2 separate regions of the Oryctolagus cuniculus genome follow, and region 2 is linked to region 1. A link is a contact called in public Micro-C data. All regions are on one chromosome and are shown on one strand. Each heading gives the region's core, a stretch centred on a gene start, on an enhancer-like site or on the middle of the called end of the contact. The rest is flanking DNA. Distances are from core to core; before and after follow the strand shown. Region 1 holds the start of FMNL2 (formin like 2). Region 2 holds the start of STAM2 (signal transducing adaptor molecule 2).

What was found. Hi-C and Micro-C count contacts between places; a contact is called where the count stands out from the background.
Region 2: a Micro-C map of ear pinna shows a contact between it and region 1, with 3 times the contacts expected there. The contact joins the promoter of STAM2 here to the promoter of FMNL2 in region 1. A contact is called at or near these places in 2 of 6 Hi-C or Micro-C datasets (ear pinna and an unstated tissue).

Annotation. Positions count from the first base shown.
Region 1 is chr3:89,559,691-89,564,306 of mOryCun1.1, reverse strand. FMNL2 (formin like 2) reads left to right here and starts at 2,751. Exons shown (of 25, transcript XM_051849554.2): 1 at 2,751-2,886. The coding sequence starts at 2,770.
Region 2 is chr3:89,703,699-89,708,314 of mOryCun1.1, reverse strand. STAM2 (signal transducing adaptor molecule 2) reads right to left here and starts at 2,136. Exons shown (of 14, transcript XM_051848619.2): 1 at 1,611-2,136. The coding sequence starts at 1,866.

The sequences.
Region 1 (4,616 bases), core at 1,502-4,001:
AAGTGAGCTTAGCTGCATAGCAGTTCCTTAGAGGTAAACCTGAGGAGATAACAGTAACATTCAGCTCCAGTCTCTCAATAGGCTGATCTTGTAGATGTATTTGTATGGATGATGGAAAAACTTACTTGAAAGTGATCACAACCATTGTGGGGGAATTCCTGACCAAGTCATCCTGGCATAGCTGGCAAATGCTTGGCCCACTGAAGATAAATGTTCTAACATTTCAGTTTCTAGAGAAGATGAGTAGATGGTTTCAACAATTTCTTTTTCTGCCAATATTTTGCAACATCAGCCAAAACAAATCAGAGACATTAGTGATCATAAAATTTAAATATACATTTAATAATGATTGCCTGACTTCAATTTTGTTGGAAGAGTGCTACAATTAAAGTGACAGAAATGTATATCTTCATCTTCCTCTTTCTCTATGCTGTCCCTAAAACAAAAATTTTCCTGGAAATTTCTATGGAAAGTTCTAGACTTCTATGGGGTGTTTATTTCTGCTCTTAATAATGGTCATAAATAATATCCAAATATTAGAGATTGTAGACCTACAAATAGCTGAAAAGTTCTTTTGGTTCCTGGATTTGCACACTTTGTCCTTGGCCTTTGTCAAATATGAGATTATGAGACAGACTAGATGTGATAAGAATTAAGGGGAGGAAAAGGTCTTGGTTACTGGCAGAATTATGGCCTGAGGGAGCCATAAATGGAATAAAAAGGCTTTCTCAACTACAAGAAAGAATTCCAGCCTTTCCATCCAGTGCGGCAACCCTCTTGGGTGGGCTGGTTTTGTGAGTCAGCGAGACCCAAGTATCTGTCCAGAGATTACAAATAAACTAAATGCATTTTTGGGTCAGAAATGTCTTACCTGATCTGACCTTTCTCATTCGCATTAGCCTTGTTTTTCTCTTAGATCAGCAATACACTTGCCACTAACTTTAATAGTCTAACTATTGATTCTTTTCATTAGGAATTTTCAAGTTGAATTCATTTATAATCTTCTCTCTTTAAAAAGACAAGAAGTGTTTCATTTAATAGAACACACACACAATGTATTAGTGTGTATTTGCTCCATACAGTTTTGGTACAAGTTGTACATTAATTCAACCAATAGTCACTGAGTATCTGTTATGCTCCAAGTATCTTGGGGTTTATAAAGCCGAATGAAATGTGGTCCTTGTTCATTGAATCTTGGTGTTTTACCTTTCCAGGTGTACTTGCTTTTTAACAAGAGGTCGATAACCCTAGCTGTGTATCATCAGTACCTGGGGAGCTTGTTAAACATACACCTGCCCAGGTTTCAGCTCTTAGAAAGATTCTGATAAGAGGCAGAACCCAAGGTGTGTGTGGCTTTCACAAAAAAACTCCCCAGGTAAATCTGGTGCACGACCAGGACTAAGAAGCACCATTTTACACTAAGAAGGGACCAACTACAGGAACACAGCCACGAGGCAAACGGGGTGGGGGTGGGGTGCCTTTGAAATGTACAGCATGAGCAGTGAGCTAAAGTCGCTTCTAAGGCTGTTTCTCTCTACCTCCAAGGTTTTGGAATGGATAGTTACCGTCTGAAACACAACCCGGATGGCAGAGTCAAGCCCAGCCTTTTAGCACAACAAGCAAAACTGCGGCATAGGACTAAGAACTGCAGCCTAAGCTCATCCCCAAAGCACCCCCCCGCCCAACACGCTGTCATCATGTCCAACTCACACGAAACACGGTCATTTGTGAACATTTTTTGATTGGAAAGTAATTCAGGCCAGAGGCAACCCCTCCACCCACCCCCCCATTTTTTTTTTTTTTTTTCTCTAACCAAAGGAACACAGTAACTCAGGAGTGGAAGGTATTTGGCAGGTGCTTGTTTGGAAGTGAATTGAATCCAACTCTTAGAGCGTGACCATACACCAGTATGCTATATTTACACAAGGTTTCAGGTACATCAAAGAACACATACCACGTACATGGAAGAAGGAACAAGGCAAGCAGCCCCGGGCCCACCCCCTCCCAGCTTGTGAATAGGACACTGGCGGTACTTCAGGGGCCAGAACCCATACAGTGATTCACTGACCAGCTTCCTTCATTCATTCATTTGTGAAACGCGCCTAGGACTCAGAGGCCAGGCAGAGGAGGCAGTTCCTTCCGTCGGTGGGCTGAAAGGAATCTAAGGCTGGGCTCTCGTGCGCGCACCTTGCCCTGGCGGCTGGCGGTCCAGCTCCGCGGGCCTTCCCGGGCGGGCGTGGCTTCTGCGCGCGGACACTGGCGGCAGGAACTACGCGTCCCGGCAGTCCGCGGGGCGGTGGGCGGAGCGGGGCCGGGGGCGGGGGCCGCGAGGGGGCATTGTGTCGGCGAGCGCCGAGCTGCGTTTGTCTGCTCCAGGTGCTCGCCGAGCGAGCGCTGCGGACGCCGGTCCGGGGCTGCGAGTGTCAGCGGCGGCGGCGGCGGCCCCGGCGGGAGGCGGAGGAACGGCACCGCGCGCCTGCTGGTCGCGATCGCTGGCAGGGGCCGGTGTGCCGGGGGCGCACCATGCAGAGGGGCGCTCGGCGCCCTGACGACCCCTCGCGAGGAAGAGAGGCCGGGGCCGCGTTGGGGCGGCGGAGAGCATGAGGGAGGCCGGCGGGCTGCTGAGCTCCGGGCGCTGCTAGGGAGCGGCGTGCGCTGCACACTCGCCGGGGCGCGGCGGAGGGCGGGGAGCGGATCGCCGGGAGCTGTTCTGATTTCCGACGCGCACGCGAGGGGCCGGTAGCGACCCCGGCCCCCGCGCCGGCCGACATGGGCAACGCGGGGAGCATGGATTCGCAGCAGACCGATTTCAGGGCGCACAACGTGCCTTTGAAGCTGCCGATGCCCGAGCCAGGGGAACTGGAGGAGCGATTTGCCATCGTGCTGGTGAGTGTGAGGCGGCCGGGCGTGGGGCCCCGACCTGCGGCGCGGCGGACCCCCGGCCCCTCCCCTTCTGCGCCCCGCGCGACCTCCTGTCCCCTGGGGAGGCGCCCACCCTCCCCATTGTGGCCGCCCTCACCTCGCCTCTCCTCTTTTCCCCCGAAGTCCCCCGCGCCCAGCCAGCCTCCAGGTCCTGGGATGGGGGCCCCGGGCTGACTGCCCCGCCGGCCCCGAACCCATTGTCTGGCGGGAGAGGCACCTCGCGGCGCGTGTGCCCGGGAGGTGCGGCGTGGGCGTGAAGGGAAGGTGGCGCGGGCCGGGTGGAGGCGGCTGCAAGCCGCTAAGGTTTTTTTGTTTGTTTAAAAAAGAAAAAAAAAAAATCGCGAGCCCCTTTCCTCAGGCGCCCAGCCCAGGGCCTTCAGGGTCCCGGGCAGATGGGCGCAGGTGGCCGGCCGAAGACGCCGCGCGGGGCGGGGAGCGGACGCGAACTTGGAGGGCGGATGTCGCGGCTTGGGCGAGGGGGAGCTTCCCCCAAAAGAGAGAGAGGAGACCGGCAGCTGTTGGCTGCCCTGGTCCCTCAGCGAGGAGGGGGCTCCGAAACCCAGGCGGGAGAGAAGGGCCCTGGGCGGGGCAGAACCTCAGCGTCTTCTCCTTGGTCTTAAATCTTAAACCACAAAAATGTGCAGTTTTGCGGGGACGTGTTGCGAGCTGTCCTGACTGCTCGGGCGACCCCTCCCCCTGCACACCCAGACAAATCCCCCGCTGCCTCCCGCGGTCCCTCTCCCTCAGCACCTCGCATCCTACGCTCTGAAGACCTCTGTCTTTGCCCCTTTCCTGCTGGGACTGTTTGTGGGCCCCTCCCAGCCCGAGCCTGGCGAGCTGCAGAGGGTGTGGCGCTTCGCCCTAGTCCCAGCCAGGGGCTGTACTGCGTTTGGTCCCAAGAATTCTAGTTCCAGTGTCCCAATCTCTTAAGGGAGGTTGGGAGGGCAGCGGGCAAGATGGGTCCCATTCCTATTCCTCAAACTCGGACATCTCTCTCTGCCTGGCTGGTTATCCTTACAACCCGCCCGGAGAGAGAGAGAGAGAAACTTGGGATGGAGGCAGTCGGCGATTGTGATTGTGATTGCCTGCGGGGCTTTTTGGCTTGTACCCTAACTACTTTGGGAAAGGACTGGAGTGCTAGGTCAGAAATCGGTCGTCCGAGGTCTGAACTCTGAGCGTTTGGATGGCCTTGGAAAGGGACTGGTCTGCTCTGGGCGTACTATTCTGGAGGGCAGGTTAGCTTTGTGCTCTTGGGGAGAATGGAGGCCACCTGGAAATTGTGCGGCTGTCGGGGAGACAGAGGAGGTTGCCTGTCTTGCTTTGCATTTTCTGTGATCTCCCCCAGCTGCTCACCCTGTGCAAGATGGGACACTCTGAAATGAAACAGCTTAGGCTTAATTGCTTCTCAAGGCAGCCTGGGTGCATACTTGACCGGTTTTTGCAAAGACAAACGTTTCTCTTCAAAATGCTCCTCGTACCAGACCTATGGCTCTGGGTTTTCTGTTTTCCCGTCCATGTGTGTTGTCTGTGTCTGAATATTTGTGGTGGAGGAGCCAGGGACCCAGGGAAACCAGTGCAGCAGCCATAATAATAACAATAATGCAATTAAGTTCTGCTCAACTGGGATAGCAGTTTTTTTTGCATGAGCGTTCAGTTACCCTGCTGATTAATAACACATGGGATGGATGAATCTT
Region 2 (4,616 bases), core at 887-3,386, 140 kb before region 1:
CAGAGGGTGAAGTTCCCTGCCTCCAAAACTGGTGACCCAAACAAACCCCTTCCTGTTATAAATTACGCAGTCTCGGGTGTGCTGTTACAGCAACAGAAAACTGATGAATACACTATAACTGTCTTCTTACGTGTGTACGTCCTCCACTAGACTGAGAGAATTGCCCGAAGGCAAGAAGCCCATGTATTCACCTGTTGCATCCTCAGAACTAAGCACAATACCTGATACACAGCAGATACCCGATGCATGTCTGCTCAGTGAACACAGGTGTGACACTGAGGATCAAGCAGTGAGAAATACCTGCTGAGTGAAGACCAGTCATGTGATGCTTAGTGATGGGACCCGCCTCCGAGAAATGCATCGTTAGGCAACCATGTCACCGTACAAACACCACAGTCTGTGCTTACACAAACTAAGACAACAACGACATCACTAGGACACACAACCTTGTAAGAGCCCCTCATCATGTACGTGGTCCCTCATTGAACAAAACATCTTATGTGTCACATGACTGTAGGTAAAAAAGATAACACTCTGTAAAGAAACATTTCAGGAGACATCTCAAGTCAACTAATGAGTTGCTTTGTTATTAACTATTTCACATTAAAAAGTGTTAAGACATGAAAATGCAACATGTCAAATTTTTCTTGCCTGATACAGGTTTAAGGCCAATGTAAGCTCGTTAGCCTTTCATTCCACTTTCTCTAATTCCATCCACTTGTAGAATTAGCTTTTTATCCTTAAGTTGCCTTTGGATACTGAATCCAGTCACACATGAGCTGACAAGCAAGCGCCTGAAGCTTTGGATGACGGCACTGTCCACGAGATCATCTATGAACAACAGTACTTTTCATCTCAACAGTGGTAACTCTCTTACCGAAGTGATGCTAAAGTGTGACCCACTAAATCCTGCAGGGGCTCAGGAGCCACTAAGGGGAAGCTCTGGAACAGTGCAGGGGGCAGAACAACGCAGTCTACTTTTACCAGACAAGTTTTCAAGCAGAAAATGCGAGATGTTCTAGCCTTTTCTGAGATGCCAGAGTTTTCCTTTTCATCTCCCAAGACAGGACGTGTCGCATCTGCGCGATCGAAGGTAAGGGACGGCACCTGTACAACCGTACGTGAATTCTGAATGTAGGACGGCACCTGTACAACCGTCCATGAATTCTGAATGTGTGCCATCAGCGCTTGCACGCGCGTGTACGTGAGCTCTCCCCATTCGACACGGGGCAGCCGACCTCTCCAGCGCCGAGCTGCCCTAGACAGTATGGTATCCACAGCCGCCGCCTCTTCCAAGGCAGGAGGGCTCATCAACAGGCTCCAAGAGGGGCAGAAAGTTCGCGACAACTCCCTAAGTATGCAATCAGTCCAGACTCCAACTCCAGCTCGGCCGTATTCCCGGCGCCCGGCGAGGGGCACCGCCCTTTAGGGATCTCCAACCTACGCAGGCAGGAAGTACTCCCTAGACCCCCTGCGACGCGCCGAGATCGCCCCCAAAACATTCCGTCGCAGAGGCGGCGGCACCGCCCCTTCCCAGTCCGCAGTCAGAGTCGCCGCCGCCCACTTTCCGGCTGCACCTACAGCCGCCCAGGACCCGGCGCAGCACTCACCCACGTCCTGCTCGAAGGGGTTGGCGGTGAACAGTGGCATCTCGCCGGCGTCCGGGTCCGCGTCCCTGCGGTCTGGCTGGGTCTCAGCAGCTCCTCCCCGCCGGCTGACCCGGGACCGCGGCTTCCTAGACGACTCCGCTCCGGACGCCCGCCCCGTTCTTCCGCCCGCGGGCCGGCTTGACGCCTGCCTGCCTGACGGGCTGCCAGCGGGCGCTCCGCCCCCGACTCCGCTTTTGGGACGACGTCCCGCCGGCATCGGGCATCCTCTCAGCGCCCCTGTCGCAGCCGCCCACCTAGAGGAGGCAGCAGTCCTGGTCCCAGGCCTTCGCAGGGCTCAGGCGTTTGGCGCGGCCACCTTTCCGTGGCGAGGACCTCGGCAAGCCACGGAGCCGGGACCTTCGGAAACGGAAGTTGCTGATGAGAAACGCAGGAGGTCCGGAAGCTGCAATGCGACCGGCGGCGCGGCAGGGGGCGCGGCGGGCCCGGGTTTTTCGTGGGGCGGGCGGAGTTGGGGGCGCGGATCGTAACTGCCCGGTTCTTCTTGCTGATGGAGTTCTAGGGCTGCAGGTCTGGTCGCCGGCGGCCGCTGAGCGCCCGTGGCTGCGTTCGCGTCACAGTGCGGTAGCCCTGGAAACGGAGCCGCTGGCGGCGCGGTGGCTTTGCGAGTCTGCCCGAGGCCTGGCTTAGCTCTGCTCGCCCACCTCTAGGGCGCTGCGCCCCAAATCCCCCGAGAACAGCCGCCCATGGGAAGCGGTGGTCGCGGCGCTTAGGGCTCTGCAGGGACTCGTACCTTTCGCCTCCCGCCGCCTCCTCGCCGTAAAAGCAGTGCTCACTCCGGGAATCCGAAGGCGGATGAGGCAAACCCCCTACTCTTCACAGGGGCAGTGCCTATGTACGAGGTCGTAGGCGACCGTGTGGGACTAGTAATTAGCAAACAGATGGCCGTCGCATCCGGCCCGGCACTGGAATGTCAGCACCCCTTGGACTCACACCTTCCCTGCCCCTCGTCGCCCTCCGTCATGGTTTTCCCGAGGACATAATTGCCTCCTAGGTTGTCTGTCTCCCCTCATGAGACAACGAACTTGTGTTTATCTCACAGGTTGGCCTCTTTATCCACTATGCCACAGCCCCAGCCCCTTGACTTCACTTTTGTCCTAATGTTTCCTCTCTCTCACAGTGACTATTAATTGGACTAATAGCTAGCATGTTAGCTATTCAATTAAGGAAAAATTTTATAAGGAAAAAGATTTTATCTTATTTTCACCTGTTCTTTTACTGCTTTTCGTTTTGAAGATGTAGATCCACATTTCGGCCCTATGTCGTGTTCCTTCTCCCTGAGCACTTCTGTTCACATTTATTGTAAGATAATTCCACTGTCGCCAGATTCCTTCGAATTTCGTGTGCCAGAGAAAGCCTGTTTCTTCGTTACTTTTAAAGGTTAATTTCAATAGATAGAGAATTCTAGATTGGTGGTTTTTTTTTTTTCATTGTACACTTTAAATAGTTCACTTTTTCTCTTCGTGCCTCCATGGTTTCTGAACCCACTTGTAGTTCTTATCCTTACTCCCCTGTAGGTAGTAAGGTGTTTTCCCCATCTCGGGCTTCTTTCAGATTTTCTCTTTGCCTTTGATCTTCTGTATATTGATTGGGATGTACTTATGTATAGAGTTTTTTGGAATTCGTACTGTTCGGCGTTGTATCTGTCGTTGGATCTGTAGTATCATTAATTTTGGGAAATTCACAGTCGTTGCTTCAGATATTTCTTTTGTTCTTTTTCTTTTGATATTTCCATTATGCTTTTTGTAATTCTCCCTCGGTTCTTACATACTCCATTATTTTAAATTCTTTTTTCTTTTCTTTGCATTTTAGATTTTCAGATTCAGATTCTTTGGCCCTGTAGTTTCTGCTGAGGAGCCCATTAGGGCATTCTTCATTTCTGCTGCAGTGTTTTGTATTTACAGTATTTTCTTTGGATTCTTTCTTATTTCTATTTCTCTGTTTATATTATTAATTTTTCCATTTTTCCATTTGAGCCCCTAACACATAAATCAACGTCATGGTGTGATAATTCTAACATTCTTGCTGTATCTGAGTCTAGTTCTGTTGCTTGCTCTGCCTCTTCAAACCGTTTTTGTCTTTCAGTATGCCTTGTAGTGTTTTACTGAGAGTTGGACGAGATACATTGGAATTAAACAGTCATTTACTGTGAGGTTTTACCTATATCCACCCAGGGCTCAGGCTGTGTTCACCATTCCCTGTAGCTGTAGGTATCAGAGACCAGAATTTTCTCTCTGATTTCCTTGTTTGTATCTCCTCTGTTGTCTTTGGGTGGTCTTCCCCCCTTCCCCTCCTCCTCCTCCTCCTCCTCCTAGATTTATTCATTGGTTTGAAAGTCAGAGTTACAGACAAGGAGAGACAGAGAGAGAGAGGTCTTCTATCTGCTCGTACACTCCCCAAATTACCCCAACAGCCAGAGCTGGGCCAGGTTGAAGCCAGGAGTCGGGAGCTTTATCCAAATCGCCTATGTGGGTGCAGGGGCCCAAGCACTTTGGGCCATCTTCTACTGATTTTCCCAGGCCAATAGCAGCTGGATCACAAGAGGACCCACATGGGATGCCACGTTGCAGGCAGCAGCTTTACCCATTATGCCTTAACACCAGCTCCTACAATACAGCTTCTTTGCAATGATAGGTGTGTTTACATTTTTGTTTTATATTTGCACTCTTCAGATGGCTGCTAGCCGTATGTGACACTCGATCACCTGAAATGTTGCTAGTTGCATCCGGAAAAGCAGTGAAAGATGGTTCAAATGCTTGAGCGCATGAACCCACATGGGAGACCTGAAAGAAGCTCTTGGCTTCTGGCTTTGTCCTGGCCCAGACCCAGCCATTGCAGCCATCTGGGGGGTGAACCAGTGAATGGAAGATAGCTCTATCGCTCTCTATCCCTCTCTCTCTCCCTGTAACTGTACTTTTTAAATAAATAAAATAAATCTCCACCTTTTTT